3 separate regions of the Sus scrofa genome follow, and regions 1 and 2 are each linked to region 3. Evidence: chromatin contacts called from public Hi-C and HiChIP or PLAC-seq data. All regions are on one chromosome and are shown on one strand. The core of a region is the stretch at or near the end of the contact, and the rest is flanking DNA. Distances in the headings are between cores, read along the strand shown.

Evidence for each region. A called contact is a pair of places that touch in the nucleus more often than the background predicts. HiChIP or PLAC-seq counts read pairs in DNA pulled down with a chosen protein or histone mark.
Region 1: a Hi-C map of omental adipose tissue shows a contact between it and region 3, with 1.8 times the contacts expected there. The contact joins the enhancer-like site here to the promoter of TFPI2 in region 3. A contact is called at or near these places in 5 of 47 Hi-C or Micro-C datasets (embryonic fibroblasts, epiblast stem cells, fibroblasts and 2 more).
Region 2: an H3K27ac HiChIP or PLAC-seq map of alveolar macrophages shows a contact between it and region 3. The contact joins the enhancer-like site here to the promoter of TFPI2 in region 3. A contact is called at or near these places in 1 of 5 promoter capture datasets (liver), 14 of 47 Hi-C or Micro-C datasets (alveolar macrophages, embryonic fibroblasts, epiblast stem cells and 9 more) and 2 of 2 datasets of contacts at active chromatin or transcription factors (alveolar macrophages and skeletal muscle).

Annotation. Positions count from the first base shown.
Region 1 is chr9:73,446,580-73,449,807 of Sscrofa11.1, forward strand. The region is part of intron 1 of GNGT1 (guanine nucleotide-binding protein G(T) subunit gamma-T1); the gene reads left to right. Among named protein-coding and RNA genes, the nearest start is that of GNGT1, 45 kb to the left of the region's middle. Within about 2 kb of position 1,617, at least 4 of the 83 cell types and tissues checked have an H3K27ac peak or open chromatin away from gene starts, as enhancers often do. A contact at or near this core is called in omental adipose tissue, where this site is marked.
Region 2 is chr9:73,883,438-73,886,736 of Sscrofa11.1, forward strand. The region is part of intron 3 of LOC102163402 (a long non-coding RNA gene); the gene reads left to right. Among named protein-coding and RNA genes, the nearest start is that of BET1, 92 kb to the left of the region's middle. Within about 2 kb of position 1,549, at least 16 of the 83 cell types and tissues checked have an H3K27ac peak or open chromatin away from gene starts, as enhancers often do. A contact at or near this core is called in alveolar macrophages, mesenteric adipose tissue, omental adipose tissue and 3 more, where this site is marked.
Region 3 is chr9:73,693,370-73,696,553 of Sscrofa11.1, forward strand. TFPI2 (tissue factor pathway inhibitor 2) reads right to left here and starts at 1,294. Exons shown (of 6, transcript XM_005667609.2): 1 at 1,244-1,294. The coding sequence starts at 1,294. All of the region lies in intron 2 of GNGT1 (guanine nucleotide-binding protein G(T) subunit gamma-T1), which reads left to right.

The DNA of each region.
Region 1 (3,228 bases), core at 367-2,866, 250 kb before region 3:
CCACATATCTCTACTCCTTGCGACCAGCCTACAAGTATTAATAATTCTATTTTACAAGAAGCAACCTGAGGCTTAGAAAGTTGGTGAAGGCCATAGAGTTTAGGAATAGAAGTAGAGTTTGAACTCATATATTTTGAATTTTAAAATCCAAAGTTTTTCTTTTCTTGCTATACCAACCTACTGCCTCGAAACAGGGACATCAAAGAGTGCAGTGACTGTCAATACATGGACTTCATCAGGTTCTGGCAGACTCTCTTGGGCTGGGCAGCAGAATCACTGACATGGCAATCCTACTCTTGGATATCTCCTTCAATTAAAAGAGTATGTCTGCTGAAAGGTGATCAGCAAAGTTTCACAATTTAGGCTCCCTGGTTTCAAATTATGCTAGTTGTGACAACTTGGACAAGCTATTTAACCTCCTTGTGTTTCAGATTCCCTTTTTAAAATGGATTATTATTAATATATACCTCTTATGATTTCTGTGAGAATAAAATATGTTAATGTTTTTAAAGCTCTTTAAGAGCACTGGGTGCATAATAAGCATTGCATAAATGTTTACTAAATAAAATAAAAGCCAGAAGGTATAAGTGTTGTGGTTTAACATTAGTTTTGTACATTTTTATCTTTGAATTGTTTCCTCCAATTCAGGATTTCTCACTAATTTTTTTTGATGTTGGAAGTATGTAGTAATTTATTTTTGTGGGCACTATTTTATTTGGGGCTGGATGTAAAGGCTCACCTGTGCATTGCAGGATGTAGAGCAGCACCCCTGGCCTCTACCCACTAGATGTCAGTAGCACCTCCCCCATTGTGACAACTAAAATTCCCTCCAGACATTGACAGATTTCCCAATGACGAGTGGCAAAATTGTCTCCTTTGAGAATCATTGCTCTAGATATAAGAATTAATAGCTATAAATCTTGGATTTATATAAAATCATTAGTAATTATAAAGTGGAGCCACAGACTACCTGTCAACTCCTATAGACGTTTCAAGTCAAAACGCAGAAACTTGTTAGAAAAGTCCTTGAAGAAATGAGATGTTGTCACCAGTTTGCTCTAAAAGCCTACTTAATTTCATCACTCTTTTCTAAGCATCACTATTTCTCTATTCAGTATAGTATACTCTGGTCTTTCCATTTCTTTGTGTATTTCCCCTCTGTGCCCCTCTCTGTGTAGCAACGCCGCGTGTCTACCAGCAGGTGGTATCCATGAATAATGGGATCTACAGCCTTTCCTTTGCAGGCATGCTCAGATTGCCTCTCCCATGTCGCTGCGACGAGGCTTAGATGCCGAGAGTTCCGTAAGGATATTGTACTTCTTTTCTCCAACTTGGAGGAAAAAAAGTTTTCAAAAATAATTTTGCTCTTCCTTATGGTAAAGACTGCTTGCTACACTTTACAGAATATCAGATATTATGTATGTATATACCTCTACGATATGAATTGGATGGCATTACTTGTTAGCAGAATATTAGATATTGGATATTTAGAATTCTTCTGCTTTGGGAACTCAAATTGTGTTTTCAATCTCCTTAGCTGACCACAGATGATTGCTTCCACAATTCCATGTGTCAATATGGGGGCTGGCTTAAAGAGATAATAAGAGAAGGCTGAGTAATATTTTTACCTACTGCATTTTAAATGTCCATGAAAGCATACACTGCCTTTATTTATATTTCACAGGCATACTGTCGAAGCATTCCAATTCTAGTAATGAATTATAATCATATAGAATGAATCAACATTTTCATATGCCACAGGGTATTAAAGGCATCCATTTATTATAAAGATTTCAAATTTCAGGAAGATGTATATTAGATAATAATATAGTTTGTTATAAAATTTCAGCATATTACATTCTTGTTCTTTCTCACGCAACAGTCTATCAGATCTGCCTTCTCTGGATTTAAATTCTGAATTTTTTTGGGGGGGGGCAGGTGCTATTCCCATACATGTGGAAGTTCCTGGCCTGGGGATCGAACCTATGCCACCGCTGTGACCCAAGCCACAGCAGTGAAAATGTGAGATCCTTAACCTGCTAGACCACTGGGGAACTCCTAAGTTCTGATTCTCAATTCAGCATGGGGAAGCTAAATTCCCTTTATTGTATTGCCTAAGTAGGTCAGAACTGCTCTTTGGAAAATAGGTACAGGAAACCTTCAGAAATGATGTTGTCATTTCTGAGCCAAAATGGCAGAATTAAAAACAATTTCCAGGAAGTAAAGTGAGGATTAATAATCAAAGAAAAGTTGAAGGGTGGGATTCTAAATTAATTTAATTCATCTGCCACTTTGGAAGGATTTTGTGGTTTCACTTTCCTTGGGCCACTTCTACACTGGTTATAGAACCAGGTGAACCAATCATTTTCTCCAGCTTCGCAATCTATATCTGACCTTGTATTCCAATCAGTATTGAAGTGATCAGTATTGATCTTGCAGAGAGCTAAAATGACTGGTTCAACTGTACCTTGGTTTGATTAATTGTTAGGTATAGGTCTAGTGTTAGAGTTCTTTTCCTCATGAAATTATGATCAAACAAATGACCCCCAATAGAACTTTGACAGTTTAGTAATAATAGATTATCCTCAATTAGTACAATAAAGTGAGACTTTATTAACTAATATGCACCAGGTAATTTAATTCCATTTAGTTCCATTTAAAAATTATTAGAAGTTTAGAAAATACTTTTTCATATTTCAAGATTTTTTTACATTATGAAAATTTTGATCCATCTGTCTATCATCATTCATCCTTCAGCCATAACATTTTGTCATATATATATTTATTTTTAAAAAAATCACTGCTGGAAATCCCTGCGTGTATCATCCTGATCTCATTCCTATTTATTCTTCTCCAGTCTTTCTCCAGAATTTAGTGTTTATCTTCCCACATAAATTTTTACTTCATATGTTGTTATGATGCCTATTTCATATAAATATGGTCTCATACTTAGTGTTTGCTCTAACAACTTGCTTTTTAATCAAATTAAATTTTTTGAGATTCATCCATGTTGATACCACTCTTACATAGATGAATAGAGTGCAGTTTATTTATCCATCATTGAATTGAAGGATATTTCGATTGTTAACAGCCTGACTCTATGCTGCAGTGAGGATTTGTGTACGTCTCCTTGTGTACATGTGTGAAAGAGTCTCTAACAGGGAATTGCTAGAGTATAGAAAATGCATTTTCAAATTTGTCATATATCTCCCAATTATTCTTAAATTT
Region 2 (3,299 bases), core at 299-2,798, 190 kb after region 3:
CTGGGAGAGGTACTGGCCAGCTAGCAAATAATCTTCCTCTATCTACCTTGAAATTTGAATGCCTGTGGCCTGACAGGTTAGAGCCCAGATGGAAACTGAAATACCTCCTAGCAAATGCTTCTCCCCTCCAATGACGTCAATAATAGGTATATGTATGGATGCACATTTAATATTCTGAGTTTTTGACATTCTTCTGCCAAAATATCTGCTTCAGGGTAACTTGGAGGCTGAAAATATCACCAAAATATGGGTTTGGGCATCTGAACACCTGGGTTCTAAGAGTGGTGTGCTGATAAACCTTTCCTCTGGGGAAAAAAAAAAAAAGTGTAATGTTTGACAGTTTCTGTAGATATTCCCACCGAGGCTGATTTCAAGCTTTTAACCTTGAAACCATGCTCCATAGAGTTAACAGAAGTGATAACTAATAGAAATTCTTGAACTTGACTTACAGAATAACAAATAAGGCAATCCCCCTTTGCTTGTAAATGCCTCTGCTTGTAAACTGCCTTCATTGATTAAGTTCACTTTAGTTTTTTCTTTCTTTCTTTCCTCTATTTAATTGCACATCTTCCTAGCTTCACACAGCCCAGTTGTTTCATAGGAACTTGGAGTTAACTCCTGCCCTGTGCAGGCTGTCTGGGGACTGGTTGAGACCCCTGAGCCTAAAACAGGCCCTAAAACTGGGCCTGATGTCCAATGAATGGCCTTTCGATGTGAGGGCTGGGAACCCCACCCTTGGGTCATGCTAAGCACCTCCATGTTGAATGCACAAGGCCCAGAGCACCTGTGCAGGACAGCTGTTTCCTCCCCTTCCCTGCCTCCAGTCACCTTCCCTACTCCTAAGACCGTCCTGCTCATCCCATTAATATCCCAACCCCTTGACCTTCAGGGAGGCAGTTCTGGTATTTGTTCTCTCATCTCCTTGCTCGGCTGACTTGTGAATCAACTCGTCCTTGGCTGTAAACCCGTGCCTCTCAGCCTCTGGCTTGCTGCATGTCAGGCAAGCTAACCTGGTTATCACTAAACACAAGATTGGAAAGAAATGAGCACAACTGGTTCTTGTGAGCTGGTAAAAACCACTCTAACACAGCAGGGCTTCCAGACCATCTCTGCCCCTTCCAAGATGTGTTTTGTGAACCAAACCTTACTCTCTGGGTTTCTCTTTTCTCATCTGTACAAACTAAGAACTTAATCCAGACTAAAGTTTCCGAGTCCGGATGATAATAAAAAAAATTCTTGTCTCAAAGAAATTTAGGGAACTTTGGGTTCAACAAAAGAGACCAATTAGACAGGTTTCTTTATAACAGGACCCCTTAGATACTTTAATATGACTTTACTATTTTGACTCTGTCAGAGGAAGCTATAGTATTTAGCTTTTCTCAAATGATTTTTAAATGGCATGGCTGTTAACAATAGCCAGAACTCTGTACCAGATGGTGTTTTGCAGCTTTAAAATTGAAAGAAAGGAAGGACGGTAGGAAGGAAGGCAGCCTCAAAACGTACCAGCCTCTCGCCCACTCCTACCAGCCAAGCAAATCCCTCACTTCTGAGTTAAGGGAGCTAACCTTTGTTGAGAGCTTACTCAGTGCTGCCTGTGAAACTCACCTATACAAGGTTTTCTACTTTAAAGCTGACAACTTTTCTAAAAAACAGGAATTGTTTTCTTCTATCCAATTTCCAGATTAGAAACCCGAGCCTCACTCAGGGTCACAATGTGTTTGAAGTGAAGGAGGCAACTAATAACTGCCGATCAAAAAGTGCCTCTCCCAAAGACCCTACTTAGAACAAAAGGAAAGCTACATTATAGATGGATAATCACTTCAGAATCTGTAGGTGGAGATCTATTTTAGCAATAGTGACACCTTGTGGCCATGTCTGCCTCAGCTTGGTAGCCACAGAGACCGAAAGGGATGCTTTCCTGGGCAAGTCACCCCTGAGAGCAGCGAAACAGTCGCAACAGGAAGAGAGTCCTGAGAATGTTGAAAGATCATTTTGTCATTTCAGAAATAACCTGAGATTAAAAGAATCAGAGCCATCCTTTCTTCCCTTTTCTCCTCTTCTTTTCTGATTCCTATGATAAACCAAGAAGCAAATATGTTTGCTTTTACATCATACCCTACCCATATCCCAAACAAAATGGAACATATTTTAAATGCATGGATAACACTTTGATGTCATTAAAAAACACTAATGGGCTGTATTTAATTTCAATGGGACTTTCATATTCTGGGAGGCCCTCTGTGTATCCCTTTCTTGTGTTTTCAGAGAGATTGCAAGATGCTTCTTAATGAGATGGAAAAACAGACACATTTTTTCTAAAGCAGCCAAAGTGATGTTAGGTTCTTAGAAGATAGCAGGGTTATTGTCAAGTCATTTAAAGAAATGTCTGGAGGGAAATCTTACTAAGATACAAGGGAAGATAAGAGAGCCAAATCTGAACAAGCTGGCGGAGAAGGTGAAAAAAAAAAAAAAAAGACATTTTATCACCCTTTTATTATAAAACTAAAGCCATGCACTAGATCCTCAGACCTTCAGGGAAGCCAAAACACTGTGGAAAGTTCCATTTGGGGCAGTTAAAGAGGAGAGAGTTGAAGATGCACGTGAGCTTGATGCAGATTTTTAGGGGGTGGTGGTGAGGTGAACGAGGAAAGGTTTACATTTTGCAGAGGCAAAATACGAAGGTGGAAAATGAACATTTTTGACTCACACTTATGTCATGTTGCAACCACGTTGACTCTCAGAGCTTCTGTTATGCCAGGCACAGAGAAGAGAGGGAGTCAGGAGAGCCATACAGAAGACCAACTCCAAAGCACTTGGGTGTATGGAAAACCTCGATGACCCCCCCATGCCCTGTCCCCTTAGTCTGTGAGGATAAGGATGGCATGGGGAACTTAGGGCAAAGGAAAGGGGAAACAGGACACAAAGGAATGGGGCAAAGGTTAGAAGTGAAAAAGTTAGGAGAATGAGAGGAAGGGAAGGAAGCAAGAAGAAGAGGTTTCCTTAGCAGTTAGGGGACCAATAAGCTATTTTTAGCTGGGAAATCTTATTCTCAAGGACCTGTGTGGAAATCCCCCCTCAAAATGCCTGGATGAGGTGGGAGTCAGTGAGCACAGGAAAGTTAGGCAGAGATTATATGACCCTGGACTTGCACATATATATATGTGTATACACACACACACACACACACACACACACACACACACACACACACACACACATATATTTTTTTTTCTGACCAGAATGTTCTCCCAGCCCTCATCCCTGACTCTCCAGCAGCACTTCTCGTGACTAGTAAGCCC
Region 3 (3,184 bases), core at 44-2,543:
TGGAGTATATAATGTATCTCTTGCCATAGTCATTTGTTTATTCACCTATTTAAAAGATAAGCAGATTAAGGAGTCCCCATCGTGGCTCAGTGGAAACGAACCCGACTCTCACTCAGTGGGTCAAGGATCTGGCCTTGCCTTGAGCTGTGGTGTAGGTCACAGATGAGGGCTCAGATCTGGCAGCTGTAGCTCCAGTTCGACCCCTGGGAACTTCCATAGAAGGGTTCTCAGCCCAGGGTGTGTGTATACAAGAGCCCCTGGGGAGCAACTTAGAAATGTAGATTCCTAGCCCCTCCCCGACTCTCTCCTGACTCAGTATAGATTAGAGACCAGGAGCCTGACTTAAATAATGAAAGATAAACAGATTAAACATTTAAAATGTGCCCAACTTTGTGTGCATATGGGATACAAAGATGAATAATCACATTTGGGATCTCACAGCAAAATAGGGTAAAGAGATAGACACTGTATAACCCAGCTGCAATATACTGTTCTTAGTATAATATTCAAAATATGTACCAGGTTCTGTGGGATTATGGAGTAGGAAGTAAAATTTAAGCAAAGAGCTCAATTCACACTAAAAACCAAGCCACGTGAACACATCTCACATTACAACTTCTGTGTCTGTGGGACACAGATTCTTTCCTTTGTCAGCTAGTTGCTTTGGTTGGTATTTTTAGGAGCTATAGTTATGGCAAAGCATTACCTTTCACAGTAGGGCAGAATCTCAGAGACCCCCTTTCTCTTCTTCCTAGATATATGTTCCCTCAGATGTCATGCCTACTTAGGATACAAACTATCACTTCTCTAGCTCAGGTTGCTACACATTTAATTATCTAGGGCACCCAGAAGGTTGGAACAAATTTTGGACTATTTTATCCAAGACCTTTTCCACACAGTGCAGCCTCATTGCCAACCCAGAAATTCTAGTTTACCAATTCTCTAGAGAGTTATCATGTTAAAAATGGGGGAAGAAAAGGAAAATTTCCCCTAACTCTCATATGCCATGTAGAAACCTCAATAGCAATAACTAAGTGCTGCAAAAAATGTTTATTGAGAGTTTGCATTGTACTTTACATTCATTTGCTATTAAATCCCCCACAATAACCACTTGAGGGAGATACTTTATTCTCCTCCCCATTCTGCAAATAAGGAAGCTGAAGCTTTACACAGATACATGACTTGCTCAAAGCTATACAACTAGCCCAGGCAGTCTGTATTCTGGTCCTCTGGTCTCACTCACCGTGCACACATCCTTTTCTTCCACGACAGTGGGGACCCAAATCAGGCTCATCATATAGAACATGTGCTCACGACCTTAGTTCAGTACCTGAACAGCTCTATCTCAGATTTCCTTTTCCCTCAAACATAAAGTTTATAATTGAGGACTAACAGATAGCTACAATTGAAATACACTGCTCTAATGCTCTAAGAGAAACATCTGCCAAGGTTGATAATCAGATTAGAAGATTGAGAGAGGTAATCACTAAAGACCTTATTTTCAGAGTTATATTTAGCAGAAAGTAATGGATCTTGACCTTTCAAGTGTAAAGATACCCTTTCATGCAAAAGTCTTGTCATTTTTATACTCTAGTCCAAATCTCATGTGTGTTATACATTATAAACTGTCGTAAGCCCACCAAATGTTCATTTGTTCTAGCTCTATGTGTAAAAGCTTTTGCATCTTAAATCACACAGGAGGGACAACCTGCCATTTGGGGGCAGGAGGAGGCATTAGCTATGGTTTGAAAGGGGCATACATCTCCTAGCACTCCCTCTATTTTTCCCTCGTATTGACTATTAACTGAGGGAAAAACTGAGTTGAACTGAAAGGTCTATGTTAGAAGAAAGTTGAGTACACCAGCCTGAGATAGATATGCTGAACCAGACAGAGAAGGGGGAGTTATTCTATTGGTCAACTGAATCCCCTGTATTCTCTCTCTTCCTTTCTCTCACAATGAAGGTCATGTCCTGGTCCAGTCAGTCAAACTCCTTGGCTAGGGCTTTGAGTCCTTCTCTTATCTTCTCAAAGGCTGCTCTCTTCTCACTCCTCTCACTCCTCTCACTCTTCTCACTCCTCTGTGCTGCCTCTCTCTTACCCTGCAGCACAGGTTTTAAGTTTCCATTTGGAATGCTCTATCTCTGATTTTTTTTTTTTCATCCCAAACTTAAAAGTTCATATTTGACTTTACATTTCTTCTGTTAGGGCCCCACTTCATTGCTCCTTTTTCTAGCAAAACTTATCAGAAATATTATCTTCACTATCTGCTTCCACTTCCTTATCTCCCTCTTCCCCCACATTCCACTCAATAAACTTTCATACCGGAAAGAGGAAGGACAGAAAGTACTCTTTTCAGGGGCAACTCATCATGTTGCCTCATCTTACCGGACCTCTCAATGCATATGACAAAGCAGCCGGAAACCACATTTTTCCATTTACATTTTGTCTAACCCCTCAGCAATATTTAACAATTTCAAATCTTTTGTTATCCTCGAAATACTTTTTTTTTTTTTTAGTTTTTATGATGCCCTTTTTTTTTCCCTTTTTCCTGATTTAGTTGACTCCTCAATCAGTCTATCCTTCTCCTCTGCCTGCCAGTTAAAGGTTGAAGGGATTCAAGGTTTCCTATGACTTCATGGTACTACAAACTACCCTTATAGCGTTTATAATTTTTTTTCCTTTTTTTTTTCTTTTTACGTCCACACCTGGGGCATATGGAAGTTCCCAGGCGCAAGGGGTCAAATCAGAGCTGCCAACTACAGCCTACACCACAGCCAGAGCAACACCAGATCTGAGCCATATCTGTGAATTATGCCACAGCTTGTGGCAATGCCAGAACCAGACCAGGGATTGAACCGACATGCTCATAGAGATAACATTGGGTCCTTAACTCAATGAGCCACAATGGAAACTCCTCATTTATCATTTGAAATCACTGTGCTTATTAGTTTTGTTTTACTTATCTGATCCTCTCACTATTATATAAGCTCTTTGAGAACAGAAAACTTACCTGCCATACTCATCATTGCACCTCAATGCTAAGGATAAGATCTGGAAAGTAGGCACTCATAAATATCTATGAAATAAAAAAATTAGTTATTAGCACTATCCCTCTTCTGCTTAAGTATCTTGAAAACCCACCTGGCTCAACAGAAACAGAGTTGCTCTGGGAAAGAAAGTGAA